Regions from separate parts of the Hordeum vulgare genome. Here region 2 is linked to region 1. The links are chromatin contacts, called in public Hi-C maps. All regions are on one chromosome and are shown on one strand. Each heading gives the region's core, a stretch centred on a gene start, on an enhancer-like site or on the middle of the called end of the contact. The rest is flanking DNA. Distances are from core to core; before and after follow the strand shown. Region 1 holds the start of LOC123430647 (bromodomain adjacent to zinc finger domain protein 2B-like). Region 2 has its middle 110 kb from the start of LOC123427482.

What was found. Hi-C and Micro-C count contacts between places; a contact is called where the count stands out from the background.
Region 2: a Hi-C map of seedling shows a contact between it and region 1, with 3 times the contacts expected there. The contact joins the enhancer-like site here to the promoter of LOC123430647 in region 1. A contact is called at or near these places in 1 of 6 Hi-C or Micro-C datasets (seedling) and 1 of 1 datasets of contacts at active chromatin or transcription factors (embryo).

The regions. Positions count from the first base shown.
Region 1 is chr2H:587,075,520-587,082,927 of MorexV3_pseudomolecules_assembly, reverse strand. LOC123430647 (bromodomain adjacent to zinc finger domain protein 2B-like) reads right to left here and starts at 3,631. Exons shown (of 1, transcript XM_045114501.1): 1 at 2,965-3,631. The coding sequence starts at 3,535. The coding sequence ends at 3,182.
Region 2 is chr2H:587,455,026-587,462,433 of MorexV3_pseudomolecules_assembly, reverse strand. No RefSeq gene overlaps it. Among protein-coding and RNA genes, the nearest start is that of LOC123427482, 110 kb to the left of the region's middle. Within about 2 kb of position 2,608, at least 3 of the 3 cell types and tissues checked have open chromatin away from gene starts, as enhancers often do. A contact at or near this core is called in seedling, where this site is marked.

The DNA.
Region 1 (7,408 bases), core at 2,382-4,881:
AACAGATGAGGATTAACTCGCGTGAAGAATTTGGGGTTGAGGAATTTTAGAGATAGTCTTCAGCAAATTCTTCAAACAGTGACAGTGAAAATCATCAACACACAATCTGAGGAATATAAAGAGTTGAGCAAATAGAACCCGTTTCACAGTGAAGACAATGGTTGATGACCCAGTTCCAACTGCTGTGAGAGTTGTACATCTGGTTTGGAGTGGCTTGGTATTGAAACCAAAGGACACACAGTCCCGGGACACACACTCCCTACCGTATTCTCCTTGGGCTAAGAACACATAGTCCTCGCCCAATACTCGTGGTAAGTCTTCAGGGCAGACTTCCAAACCCTCACAAACTTGGTCACCTCGCGATCCACAATTGACTGCTGGATTGCTCTAGACCATGACGCTTAACCGTCTGGAGGATGCACAGTCCTCAAAGGTAAAAGGCTTCAGTCCCACACAGGAACAACTTCTTTAGTGATGCTCAATCACTTGGTTTCGGTTTGTGGTTTGGTGTTTGGGGTATTTCCTCACTGATGAATTACTCTCGAAGACTCTAAGGAATTTGGGTTGCTCTTATGACAAGTGTCAGTTTCTAACGGAGCAACCAACCAGCTAATGGTTGTGGGGCGGTTAATTATAGCCTGGGAGCATCCCAACATGATTTGACATTAATGCCCTTAAATAATATGATCGTTGGTGTGGATAAGACCAATGATGTGGCGCGACTATCGGTAACGGTCGGTACCCTCGACTGTGAGAGTCCTCATGTCACTCATATTCCTAACTTGAGGCTTTTGGTAGGATTAGGCTTGGGTTGAGCATCATGTGGAAATTCATTCCAAAGTGTTACTTTGACCCCCTTTAACAATACGGTGTTCCTATTACTCAAGTGTGAAGAAAATAAAACAAAAAGGATAAATCTTCATGCTTCAAAGTCTTCAGATTGATTTTCTTCACGACACACCGAATTCTACAATTTCAATATCTTCATGAGGAATATCAATTTCATCGCAAATTCTTCGCGATTCAATTCTTCAGCTTCACACCAATTTCTTCAGCCGAAGGTATACATTTTTAGGGGTCGATATTCATTAAATATTTCAAACTCCTCAGCGACTTATAGATCATGTGTACACTCATGAACACATTAGATACTTAACCTATAAGTCTTCAAACCACCAAAATCACTAAGGGGCACTTGATGCACTTACACTGTCATTAGAACGCGAATGAGTCGCATGCACTAAGAAACAGCGGGCGACGCGTCGCTCCAATGTCAAAGCCCCCGTGAGAGGTCGCGTCGCTCTCAGAGAGTTTGAATGCGACGCCGATGTGTGGAAGGGGTACACACAAGAGAGTGGATTTTGCATGGGTCGGGGTAGTTAGAAAAGAGCCTCGCAGCGATCCGGACGCCCGCAAAGCCCCTCTTCGAGTTTGTTTTCGTTTTATGGTACAAAAAAGTAGGTCCAGACCTGTCGACGGACCGATACAGCCCTGCGTCGGATGGTAAAATACATTCGGACGAGTATTCCGATTGTTAGAGATGTTCTTACATATTCTTTGAGAGTTTAATAATTTATTTAAACTACTCCCTCCGTCCTAAAAAAATGTTTCAAGCTTAATACAACTTTGTATTAGAGCTAGTAAAAAGTTGAGACATTTATTTTGGAATAGAGAGGGTACTTTATAAAATTATAAAAATATTTGAATTCTTATTATCTTGATTATGTATTTTTTTTATTGAAGGTTGTTTGATTTGAAAGATTGTGTTTCATTTCAATGTCTCTTTGCACTATTAAGACTTGACCCAAACATAAAAAATATTATACTTTCTCATGATGCGCCTAGAGCCCTGCAGAGAACGTGGTTCGTCGCGCTATGAGCCGGCTGGCCGACGACCGCCGTTCCACGAGAGCTCTCGTCCCCGTCACGTCTGGAACCCGCTGCTTCTTAGAGCAAGTACAATAAGGTACAGTCAGCAGGTTGTAAGGATTAAAATACTATATTTTTATTGAGTTGGATGAGAGAGAAGAGGAGAGAGAAGAGAAGCGGACTCTTCGTGAAGAGTCAGCTCTAGCACGTGCTCCTATATGCTTTGTGAGAATGAAAGGTGGATCATATATGATAAAAGTAGTACTCTTTTATAGCTAACTATTATACAATCTAGCTATAAGACGGGCTATAAGACTGCTTATAGCCAGCAGTTGGCTATACTATTAACCATGCTTTTATTGGGCTCTAAAAAATGCAGCGTTTTCTTGTAAAAACATTTTCTATAACAACCTAAAATAGGAAAAGGACTACGGGTTAAATATGATAAAACACAGAGGCTTTTTGCAAAATCATTGATAAAATTTGATTAGGTAAAGTTTCTTGGGCAGGATTTTTTTGCACATCTTGCAAATCATAATATTTTTGAACGAAATTTTACAAACTGTCACAAATATGTACTCCCTCTGTCTCAAAATAACTGTCTCAACTTTGTACGAGCTCTAGTACAAAATTGTACTAAGCTCAAGACACTTATTTTGAAACGGGGGGAGTATAAGTTTTTTGATTTCTTTTAACTTAAAAATACCATTTTCGACCGTCCTTCAAAAGTCGCATCATAATTCGAAGTCGCACCATAATCCTAGATCATCGATTTGATCAACTAAATATAAGTTATGTCATCAAAAATATATCATCAGATTCTTAAGCTAATGTAGTTTGTAAATATACATTTTTTATCAAATACTACCTTCGTACCAAAATTGTGACTAAATACTTATACTTCAACAAATCTAAGATAATTTTTTTGGAACGGAGGGAGTATAATAGTTAAATTATCAATTAAAACATGTCTAAGTAATAGACCTATGTGAGGTAGTAAATTCGTATACGCAAATTTCCGAATCGTGCGGCCAACCAAGTGGATGCTCTCACACCTGGTGTCCTTGCAGATTTGTCGTACAAAACGTGCACATCTTTGATGCATTACAACTTTCAATCTCATGTTTCAAATTTTCTTGCCCCCAACAAGAAGCGAAAGAAAAGTCACCAAGAGTAAATACTTAAACGCCGTCTCAGAAAAAGAACTTAAAAGCAAATTTATTTTTCTTTCTTCCATTTTTCTCTCAACCTCGAGAAAGAAACGAAACAACAGAAATTATCTCAACCACCCGCGCTTCTTCACTGGTTCCTCCTAATCACTTGCGGAAGGATACAGATCATCGTCGTCCGAATCGTCGGAGTAGGAGTCCCCGTCGAGGTCCTCGTCGCAGGACATATCCTCGAACTCGTCCTCCTCCTCCTCGTCTTCCTCCTTCTCCTCGCTGACCGTCTTCGCCTTGGGAGAACTGCCGGCGTACCCGCGCCGGGCACACAGAGCCGCCGCGGCAGCAGCAACAGTTGGCTGGAGGGATAATCGCGTGGTGCCGTTGACCACCGCCGCGGCAGACCGAAGAGGCGCCGGGCCAGCTGGGAGCCCCGGGCGGGTGGCCGACGCAGCAAAGCGGCGGGTGGCCAGGGAAGCAACCCTTACGGCGGCGCGCTGCATGGCGTAGGCCGTCCGCCGTCAGCGAGTAGGTGTGATGGGTGCTGTGTGTTGGTGCCTTGGTGGAAGGTGGCGGCTAGGGTTTCGAGAGTGCTTTGAGTACGGGGCACGGCTGGGCTTTTAATGGAGCGAGAGTGCGCGAGATGCGAGGCCGAGGGCCGAGATCAAAAAAAAAGAAAACAGCGCTGCGCCCGTTAACGATCCGGCGCCTGCAGCGTCGCTTGCCTGGGCCCGCGCACTAGCATGCCCAGTTTTTTTCCTGTTGATACAATAGGAAAAAACATCCAGGTTTTCTATTTGTTATGAATATAAGAATATGAAATCAAAAAATGATTAACAAATTAAAGAAAAGATTCATCCATTTGAAGGAAAACTTCATATATTTAAAAAAGGATCATCATTTTTTTTAAAAGTTTAACAATTTTCAAAAAAAGTTAATTGAAATTGCAAAAAATTCATCCAATTTGGAAAAAGTTCAATAAATTTATAAAAATTTCACTAATCTAATAAATCTCATAGAAACTGAAAAAAAAATCATGTATTTTTGAAAAAAAAGAACCGAATAGAAACTTCATAAATCTTAAAAAAGTTCATTAATTTTCAAAAAAAATCATCCTTTTGCAAAACAATGTTCATCAATTTTCTAATTATTTTATTGGTATTAAAAAAGTTCATAGAATTTAAAGGTTCATCGATTTTCAAAGAAAGTTCATCAATTTTAAAAAATATACATCCATAAAAGATCATCAATATTCAAAGAAGTTCTTATATTTTTTAAGAAAAAATCATCACCCGACGTCTAGATGGAACGGTCCATTTAAGAATCCTGCAGGCATCAGTTAACAAAATTCTACGTTAATTAGCGCCTAAAGCGCCAAATAGAAAATGGCCGGGCTAAGAGTCAACTACAAGTGGCTTCGCTGAAGCCTACACAAATGAGCCAGCCCGCTTTGCCAACAAAGCTATTTTATTTTATACTCTACAGTTTTTTAGTCTCTTTTCCAGCCAAAAACACACTTGTTGTTTTTAATCTATTTTGGAAAAATGATTTTTTTTAAACGTGAACAATTTTCTTCAGAATGTCAACATTTTAAAAAATATGAAAATTAAACAAATTTGTAACGTGAAGAATTATTTAAAACATGAACAAATGTATCAAAAACGATATTTCCTGTTGAAATTGCAAGAAAAGCCGTATTCCGTATTTTTTTTGAATCGTGAACAATGTTATAGAAAAGTGTACAAAAAATTGGAAAAAATGAACAGATTTTCAAAACATTTTTTAAATGTGATTTTTAAAGAAATACGAATAAAAAATGAAATCCCAATGTTTTTTAGTTGTGTTTTTAGAAGCAAATACACATTTTTTGAATACATGAATACCATCTTTCACAAAATATCAACTATTTTGAAAATGTGAACAAATTCTGGAAAACATAGAAATAAATTGAAATCATTAAGAAAATTTGGAATCCCTAACATTTTGTAAAATTTAAATGAATTTTTAAATTCTTAACATCTTTGAAAATTTTGCATGTATGAAAAAGTAAAAACCTAAAACAACGAGCAAAGGAAGGATACTTGGGCCGGGCCATTCGTACGTACCCTTGAGCGAAGGCTCGTTGCCTCTCACCGATCACTTGCCCCCATCAAAGCATGTGTTGGTTTATATTTTCATTCCATTTTAGGGGAATTTGTCATGGCTTGCATTGGTAGTGTTGTCGGGCTTTGGAAGTGTAATTGGGCTTGGGCGTGAAACATCATTCAACTATGGAATGAACTATCTAATGAATTGAATGGTAAGTATCAACCTTATGCAGTTAGGGTTAGGCCTACTCCCTCGGGTTCCTGCCAATGTTGAGTTTTCCTATCGGCAAGTGTGGGTGATCTCGATCTCCGCTCTCATGACACTCTTAGACTGATCATGGGGTGTGACGACCCCATTTTGATCGTACGCTAATCATACACGCAAATGCGTACGATCAAGATCAGGGACTCACGGAAAGATGTCACAACATAACTCTAGGCACAAATTGAAGTCATACAAGCTTTATGTTACAAGCCAGGGGCCTTGAGGGCTGGAATACATAAGCTCGAATACAAACGAGTCAAAGGAAGCAAATAATATCTTAGTAGACATAAGTAGACAAGTTTTGCCTTAAGAAGGCTAGCACAAACATAACATCGGATCAAAAAGGCAAGGCTTCGTGCGTGGGAGCCTCCTAACTAGTGAGCAGCCTCCACGTAGTAGTAAGCTCCGTCAGGGTAGTAGTAGTCTTCGGCGGTGTTGGAAATATGCCCTAGAGGCAGTAATAAATTGGTTATTATTATATTTCCTTGTTCATGATAATCGTTTATTATCCATCCTAGAGTTGTATTGATTGGAAACTCAAATACAAGTGTGGATACATAGACAACACAGTGTCCCTAGTGAGCCTCTAGTTGACTAGCTCGTCGATCAAAGATGGTCAAGGTTTCCTGGCCATAGGCAAGTGTTGTCACTTGATAACGGGATCACATCATTAGGAGAATGATGTGATAGACAAGACCCAAACTATAAACGTAGCATATGATCGTGTCAGTTTATTGCTACTGTTTTTCTGCATGTCAAAGTATTTGTTCCTATGACCATGAGATCATGCAACTCCCGCACACCGGAGGAATACCTTGTGTATATGAAACGTCGCAACGTTACTGGGTGACTATAAAGGTGCTCTACAGGTATCTCCAAAGGTGTCTGTTGGGTTGGCATTGATCAAGACTGGGATTTGTCACTCCGTGTGACGGATAGGTATCTCGAGACCCACTCGGTAATACAACATCACAACAAGCCTTGCAAGCAATGTGACTAAGGAGTTAGTTACGAGATCTTGTATTACAGAACTAGTAAAGAGACTTGCGGGTAAAGATTAAACTAGGTATGAAGATACCGACGATTGAATCTCGGGCAAGTAACATATCGAAGGACAAGGGGAACAACATACGGGATCAACTAAATCCTTGACATAGAGGTTCAACCGATAGAGATCTTCGTAGAATATGTAGGAGCCAATATGGACATCTAGGTCCCGCTATTGGTTATTAATCGGGGAGTGTCTCAGGTCATGTCTACATAGTTCTCGAACCCGCAGGGTCTGAACACTTAAGGTTCGGTGATGTTTCGGTATAGTTGAGTTATAGGTGTTGGTAACCGAAAGTTGTTAGAAGTCCCAGATGAGATCCTCGACGTCAGGACGAGCTCCGAAATTGTCCAGAGGTAAAGATTGATATACACGAAGTCCTGTTTTGTTCACCGGAAAAGTTTCGGGCTCATCGGTAGTGTACCGAGAATGCCGGGAGGGTACCGGGGACCATCGGGAGGGGTGTCACGCCCCGAGTGGGCTGGCATAAGCTCCCACTAAGGCCATGAGGTTTGAGAGGCAAAAACCCAAAGGTGGAAAGGGTTTCCAAGTGGAAAGGAGGAATCCTACTCCTAGTAGGATTGGAGTAGGACTCCTCCACCTTCAATTTCGGCCAAACCTTGAGGGTTTGAGGCTGCCTCATCCCCTCCCACCCTCCTATATATACTAGAGGTATTGAGGGTTTTTAAGACACACAATTTCAGCCACGTGCTACCCTCTATTCTAGTTTGTAGTTCTTCCTCTATATTCAATACAATGATCATCACATAATTGCTTTGATCTATCCGGTGTAATCCTATTGTGTGGTGCGTATGCTGGGATCCGTTGAACTGTAGGTTTATTTTCAGATTATTCATGATAAATATATGAGTCTTCTCTGAATCCTAATTATGATTCTTATTTGCATGATTATCATAGCTTCATAAATCTTTCAGATCTATTGAAATAGTTTGGCCAATTAGATTGATATTTCTTC
Region 2 (7,408 bases), core at 1,359-3,858, 380 kb before region 1:
GGAGGTAGACAAACAAGGGAGGTAAACACACCCGCCCATGTGAGAAGGTGTATGCTTATATTCGTTTAATTGTGTGTGGGGGATGTGATTTAGATTTCGGGTGCATTTGCACCCAAATAAACAGTAGCCCAAAAATGATAGTAATTGTTTTCATTTATTTTTATTTATTTTTTTGGATGTTCGTGTTAGTGTGACAAGCATACTTGATATTTTTTATGCGAAAGAGAGTAATGGTGTTTCGTCAGTTGAAAAAATGAATTTGTGTGTGACATTTTAGAGTAAGAATTGACGTTTCATTTGTTTCTTTGCACATGCCAGAATGCATAACCTTTTTACCTGGAAAATTCATGGTTGCATTTGAATGTGACAAAGAACACATAAAGATTTTGTTGGGATTTTATTAGCATTTCAAAAAACATTTTTCATGGGCGGGAGCACGTGCTTCGAGGAGTCGAATTGCATTTCTGTTTGTCTAGCCTTTAGTTTAGCATGATGGCGCGCGAGACATCAAGCTGACCCCTCCCAATGCACTTCTTTTAGAAACATAATTTAGAAAAACAAACACTCACATACACACCCCGTGCGCGTTGGGACCTCTATAAACGCACCCCGTACCTCTATGGACATCTTCCAAAGACCCTCAAATGCAGTTGGGTGTTTTCTTTTCCCCAATGGTAATTGTCACATGTATGGCACGAAGTAACATGATCCACACGTTTCTATAACTATCCATCTCACCACATCAAACATATAACATGAGCGGAATCTATCTGTGTTTCGGACATAAAAATGGTTTATCTCTTACATAAAAATCCAATTAAAAATTCATTTTCATCATTAAATCCGTTTCGACGAGATCTTCAAAACTAGATTCCATATTAATATGTTTCAATGACTATTTTTGATAAAAAATTGTCATGATGTTTACACTGAATTTGTCATAGCGTTTACATTAAAATTGTTATGACATGTTTCATCTAGTTTTTCTTCTATATTTCACGCTACTATTATATTTCAACTACTTTTTACGACAATTTTTATTAATTGACAATGGATTTTTTAGTAATCAATCATGACAAATTTAATTCATGGATCTCGACATCTTTTTAGTGATTCATCATGTCAAATTTAGTTTACAAAAGATGACACTTTTAGTATTTTGACCATGACAATTCTAGTATTATGACCATGAAAAATATGTTTTGTATGGACCATGGCAAATTGTAGTGCATGTATCATTGCCAATTTAAGTAGTTCACCATGGCAAATTTATTTTATGGGTCATGACAAATTTAAGTCATTGACCATGCATTTTAAAAGTAATTGATGACAATTTTATTTTTAATTTTGAACCATGTCAAAATTATTTCGTGGACCATGGCAAATTTTAGTAATTCATCATATCAAGTTTAGTTTCTTAATCTTTTTTATAAGATGTCAAAATTTATTTTTAAGTAAAATAAAAAATAGTTAAAACATATCATGACAACTTAAGTGCAAACATCATGACAATTTCTGTGCAATAGATATGACAACTTTTATAAGAAAAAAAAAGTCTTCGAAACGTATCAATATGAGATCTATTTTCGAAGTTCTCACCGCGACGGATTTCCTGTCGATTTTTTATTTTAAATAAAACATTTTGAAAACTAAAAAACCCAAAAAGATTTCCGCACATATGCATGCGACGACATGAATATCTGTTGCTATGAAACGTTCGGGGTCGTCCTGCTCCAGCCCATCGACAGAAAAACAGGAGAGACCCTCAAATACAGCTGGTTGTTTTCTTCTTCACCAACGGGATCGAACGACGGCACTTTTGAAAGAAGAAAATGTAGCCGGGACTAGCTCTCATTGCACCTGCCCCGGTCCGGCGACCGTTCTCGCGCGAACACTCACTGTCCTCCAGATCGGCAGAAAAACAGGAGAGACGCAGAGTCGCAGACAGACAATGGGAATCGGGTAGGCGGGCCTGAGTGGAGAGCGGCGGGAGAGCGCCATCAACGCGGGGCCCCGACCGCATTAGCGCCAGGAACTGATCGGCAGGCAGGCGTATGTCAAATTCCAGCGCCGAGTCCGACCCGACCCGCGAAAGCGACCTCCACCTTCGTCCTCCGTCGCGACGAACGGGCACCCTGACATGGCCGGTCACACCCTGGGCCACGCCCCGTCTTGCCCGGTCTCGCCTTGCGCCGCCTCCACCGGGAGACGGCGACGAAGCTGGCGAGGCGAGCGCGGCGCAGGAAGGCCGTGCGTGCGCACAGGTCAATCCCTGCTGCGGGTGCGTGCGTGCGTGCGTGCGTGCGTGACTGCTATGGGCTATGGCTTTTGCCGTGTCCCGGCTCGTGCAAGAATATGCACAGGCGGCGCAATGGTTGGGGCCGGATACGCGGCGGATTTGATTTGACCTTCAAGCACCGCACCACCACCACCATCTTCCATCAGGTTATTATTCTCGCGACCTCTGACTCGGGAGAGGCTGACCGGCCGAGAAACTACGGGGAGGAGTGCGTGCGCGCTCTCCCGCGTCAAAGTGGAGACGGTGAGGAGAGGTGAGGTCACGACCGCGACACTTGGAGACGCTCTCCCCCGCTACGACCCGGAGTTGAAATCCGGGGCGCGCTGTCGGGCGCCGCTGTTATATTAGCTTCTCCTCCTCTAGCCACGGCTGGGCTCCATTAAACGTGAGAACGGGGTTTCCTTCTGATGACGAGCGAATCCACTTAGGTTATAAATCCTCCGCGGCCGTTTGGGGATGTTTGTGGCTGCCGATCGTGTCCCCGTCTTCCTTTTCCTTTTTCTGATTTGATGTCGGACTGAAGAGATCGTCAGTCAAGGAAAGACGTAGTACGTACTGTTCGATTTCTTCAAGCGCGTATGCTACGGGTATGTACGCGGAGAAGATGTTTGGAATCTGCCGAGACCGTTCTTCGTTTTCTTTTAGAGTGGACGGCCGTTCTTTGTTGGAAAGCCAGTCTTCCTCGCATTTTCGCCGCATATCTGATTCTCACATGGCGATCTGACTCATGTAGGAAAAGTAAATCCATCAAGGGCAGGTGTCTTTTTTCGGAACATATATTCTCCACCGCCTTCGGATTACGACGCATGCTTTGACGCGCTGTATCCATGTCTGTCGTACCACACACTCCGTATACGGTCGTATACTACTAGGACGTGGTTGGTAGCTGCATCCACCTCAATCAGGTTGAGTTGGGTTAAAAGAAAAACGATTTTGCTTGCATACATGGTGGGCTTGCTCGCATCGGTACGAACCTGAAAGCAGCATAGAGCCTTGGAAACAGTAGGTTTGCAACGAGACAGGCTCAGTGGGCGCAAAATCGATGCAGCTCGCACGCGAGGGAGTAAGCCAAAAGCGAGTGAAGACGACCGAAGATGAAAATCGGGTGTTGTCGTGGGCATGATGCTGACAATGAATACTAGGGGTATGAATGAGGGAAGGAGCCTAGCTACGATGCAAGTGTCACTCGGATTTAGTGAGTTCGGACCCCTCTGAGAGGAGGTAAAGACCCCACGTCTCGTGCGGCTTATTTTTCTCTAGGGATGTCTGGTTACACATGATGGTGAATCCTTGTCACACAGCTCGGGGATGGCTTATGTAGAGTTCGTCAGGACCCGTTGAACGTCATTACAAGGGCATTTAATGTGAGTAACTACAAGCGTTACTAGAAACTGCAACCCTAACTATGTCTGTTACTCGTAACGCTGGTCTTGACTGCACTTCATGTATGACATAGAGTCCCTTTGCCGTTCAAGCTACCACGTTGTCCACGCTTGCCTCTCTCCAAGTGCCGGTGCATGTCAGACTGACTGGAAGACGTCCGAATGACTCTATGGGTCCGATTGAAACCTGAGTATGCATCGATAGTCCTCGTACTTTCATGGTTGTGTGGTGCCCTAGGTGGGCCCTAGATGTGTGGTCCATGATGCTACCCCTGGTAGGTGACTCCGTCAGTAGCCTCGGAATCGGTTGAGGTTTAATTGATCGAGTAAAAGACACTTCGGGGTGTCTCCCCCGCTTCGAAGGCGTCTAGAAAGTAGTTCGGGGCTTTCACACTCACTCCAAGATGATGCCACAACATATCCAGGATTGAAGATTTCCGAATGATTAGACTAGCTTGGAATCTATGCACCACCCGGTGGCATTCGGTCATCTCTCGGGAGAGACATCCTAACGACTCGGGTATACGCGAGCTAGGGGCTCCGAGTGATCGGTCAAGAGCTAGGATTGATGCTTCTCGCGTCCGAGGGGAACTCTTTTGATCACGTTCGTATGCGTCCGAGTGAACCGGGCCCCGTAGGGGGGTATTCAGCGGATCGAAACATTCCGCTTCTCGTAAGTGGACATGGGATCCACTAACGGCAAAACACCACAAAAATTATCATGGGGTTGAAACGTGGGCGACACGCGTGCGCGTGAAAGGGGTTGTGTCACAGTTAGTAGGGAAAGTGGCGCGGTGCCTCGAATATCGTGCCAAGATTTTTGCCACGTGCCTCAGGGGGAACTGTTTGCAGGATCTAGCTCCATTCGCTGATTGACGGTTGCAAATACACCGACCTGGAGTACACCGACCACCAGAGAGAGAGAGGGGGGGAGAGAGAGAGGGAGAGAGAGAGGGGAAGAGAGAGGGGAAGAGGGAGAAGAGAGGGAGGGAGGGAGAGGGAGAGGGAGGGCAGGGGAGGGAGGGGGAGAGGTAGAGTAGGTAGGAAGGGAGGGAGAGAGAGAGAGAGAGAGGAAGGGAGAGAGTGTGTGTGAGAGAGAGATGGAGAAAGAGGGAGAGAGGGGGAGAGAGATGGGAGAGAGAGAGGGAGGGAGGGGGAGAGATGGGAGAGAGAGAGGGAGAGGAGGGAGGAGGAGAGAGAGTGGGAGAGGGAGAGAGAGGGAGGGAGGGAGAGGGAGGGCACGGGAGGGAGGGAGAGAGAGAGTGAGAGAGGGAGGGAGAGAGAGAGGGAGATAGATAGATAGATAGAGATAGATAGATATAGATAGATAGATAGATAGATAGATAGATAGAGAGAGAGAGATGGAGACAGATGGAGAGAGGGGGAGAGAGGGAGAAAGAGAGAGGGAGGGAGGGAGAGAGAGAGAGAGACACACATACACACACACACACACACACACACACACACACATATATATATATATATATATATAGAGAGAGAGAGAGAGAACGAGATGTGATTCTTCTCCTTTCGACTCCTCCGCCACTCCGCCCGTTTGCAAACTCACTCCTCCCCTAGCTCCCTCTCCTCCAAGTCCGACCCGATCGCGGAGGATGACAAGGAGCGCAACTGCGAATGCCGAGCGGAAGAAGAAAGGCTCGCGCGGATCCTCCTCAAGTGCCGGGGTGCGAGAGGGGCAAATCCATGGTGAGCGGGTGAAGAAAGGCTCGTCTCGCCAAGGGACGTCTGCTAGAGCTGCAAAGCCAAGGCCTCGTGGACGCCAGGAGTTGGCGACTACCGGAGGAAAGCAAGCTCGAGCCGTCCTCGTGGTGACTCAAATCGAGCGAGGTTTCACCTTGCCTCCGCATCCATTTTTCCATGTCTTCCTCAATTTCTACAGGGCGCAACTCCACCACCTCACTCCTAACGATGCATTATACCACTTTATGTAGTAATTCTAATGTCTTTTCTCTCATAATATGCAAGGTTTACACCAAGAGGGAGAATGCCGGCAGATGAAATTCTTGACCTGAAAAAGCTACGTCAGAGATACCTATTGTGCACATCTCCAAATGGGCTGAAATTTCACGAGGAATTTGTATTGAATAAATAAGAAATATTGGAGAAAAGAAGTACTAGAGGGGGGGTTGCGAGGTGGCCACTAGGCACCAGGGCACGCCAGCCCCCTAGCGCGACTTGGTGGGTAGTGGGCCACCCAACCCACTTCTCGCGACCATCTTGTGGTATATATTCACTTTTGACCTGAAATAATCAGGAGAGGACTTTCGGTACGGAGCGCCGCCGTCCGGAGGCGGAACTTGGGTATGAGCACTTTTGCCCTCCGACGGGGGAACTTCCCTTCCGGAGGGGAAAATCGAGTTCATCATCATCACCAACAACCCTCTCATCTTGGGGAGGCCAATCTTCATCAACATCTTCAACAACACCATCTCCTCTCAAAACCCTAGTTCATATCTTGTGCTCAATCTTGTACCGGAAGCTCAGATTGGTAGTGGGGGCGATAAGTAGTGTTGATTACATCTTGTAGTTGATGCTTTGTGGTTTATTTGATGGAAGATCATATGTACATATCCAATATGCTATTTAATACCTCTCTGATCCTGAGCATGCAAGAAGTCATGTTGCAAGTAGTCATGTGAAGTTGATATTCGTTCGTTATTTTGATGATAAATGGTGTGATTCCCTTAGTGGTGTTATGTGAACGTCGACTACATAACACTTCACCATCTTTGGGACCAAGGGAATGTGTTGTGGAGTAGTCATTAGATGATGGGTTGCGAGAGTGACATAAACTTAAACCCTAGTTTATGCGTTATTTCATAATGGGCTGACTTGGATCCCCATGTTTAATGCTATGGTTAGAATCTATTCTTAATACTTTTCTCGTAGCTGCGGATGCTTGCGGGAGGGTTAATCAAAAGTGGGAGGCTTGTTCAAGTAAGAACATCACCCAAGCACTGGTCCACACACATATCAAATTATCAAAGTACCGAACGCAAATCAACCCGACATGACGAAAATGACTAGATGAAATTCTCGTGTGTCCTCAAGAACGCTTTGCCTATTATAAGAAACCGTTACGGCCTGTCCTTTGCCACAAAAGGATTGGGCTTCCTTGCTGCACTTATTGTTACTATTGCTACTCGTTACTTGTTAAAATTATCTTTTTATCAAACAACTGGTTACCGCTATTTCAGTGCTTTCATAAATTACCTTGCTGAAAACCACTTGTCATTCCCTTCTGCTCCTCGTTGGGTTCGACACTCTTACTTATCGAAAGGACTACGATTGATCCCCCATGCTTATGGGTCATCAAGCATCTCTATGCACATGAATTGTATACTAGCAAAGGATATGTGTCCGCATAACCTTAACAACTAGGGACTATTAGAACAATCATCATACATATATAGTCTCACAAATAAGTCACATACTTATTGGTACATATCACCGATGATGCGCAAGGACAATACAAAATATTAATGAATACACAGGAAATGAAATCATCACATGATTGCCTCTGGGGCATATCTCCAACACCATCTGAACGACTCCTCTGGTAGGAACTATCGTAGGACTCCACACAAGCTATTCAATCTCAGGCACTCCAGCCTTAGAGTTACTATTGAGAGGGTCTTTGGAGCTCTAAAGAACAGGTTTAAGATCCTATATCAGAAGCCATGCACATTTTCCACACTCGGGTTAA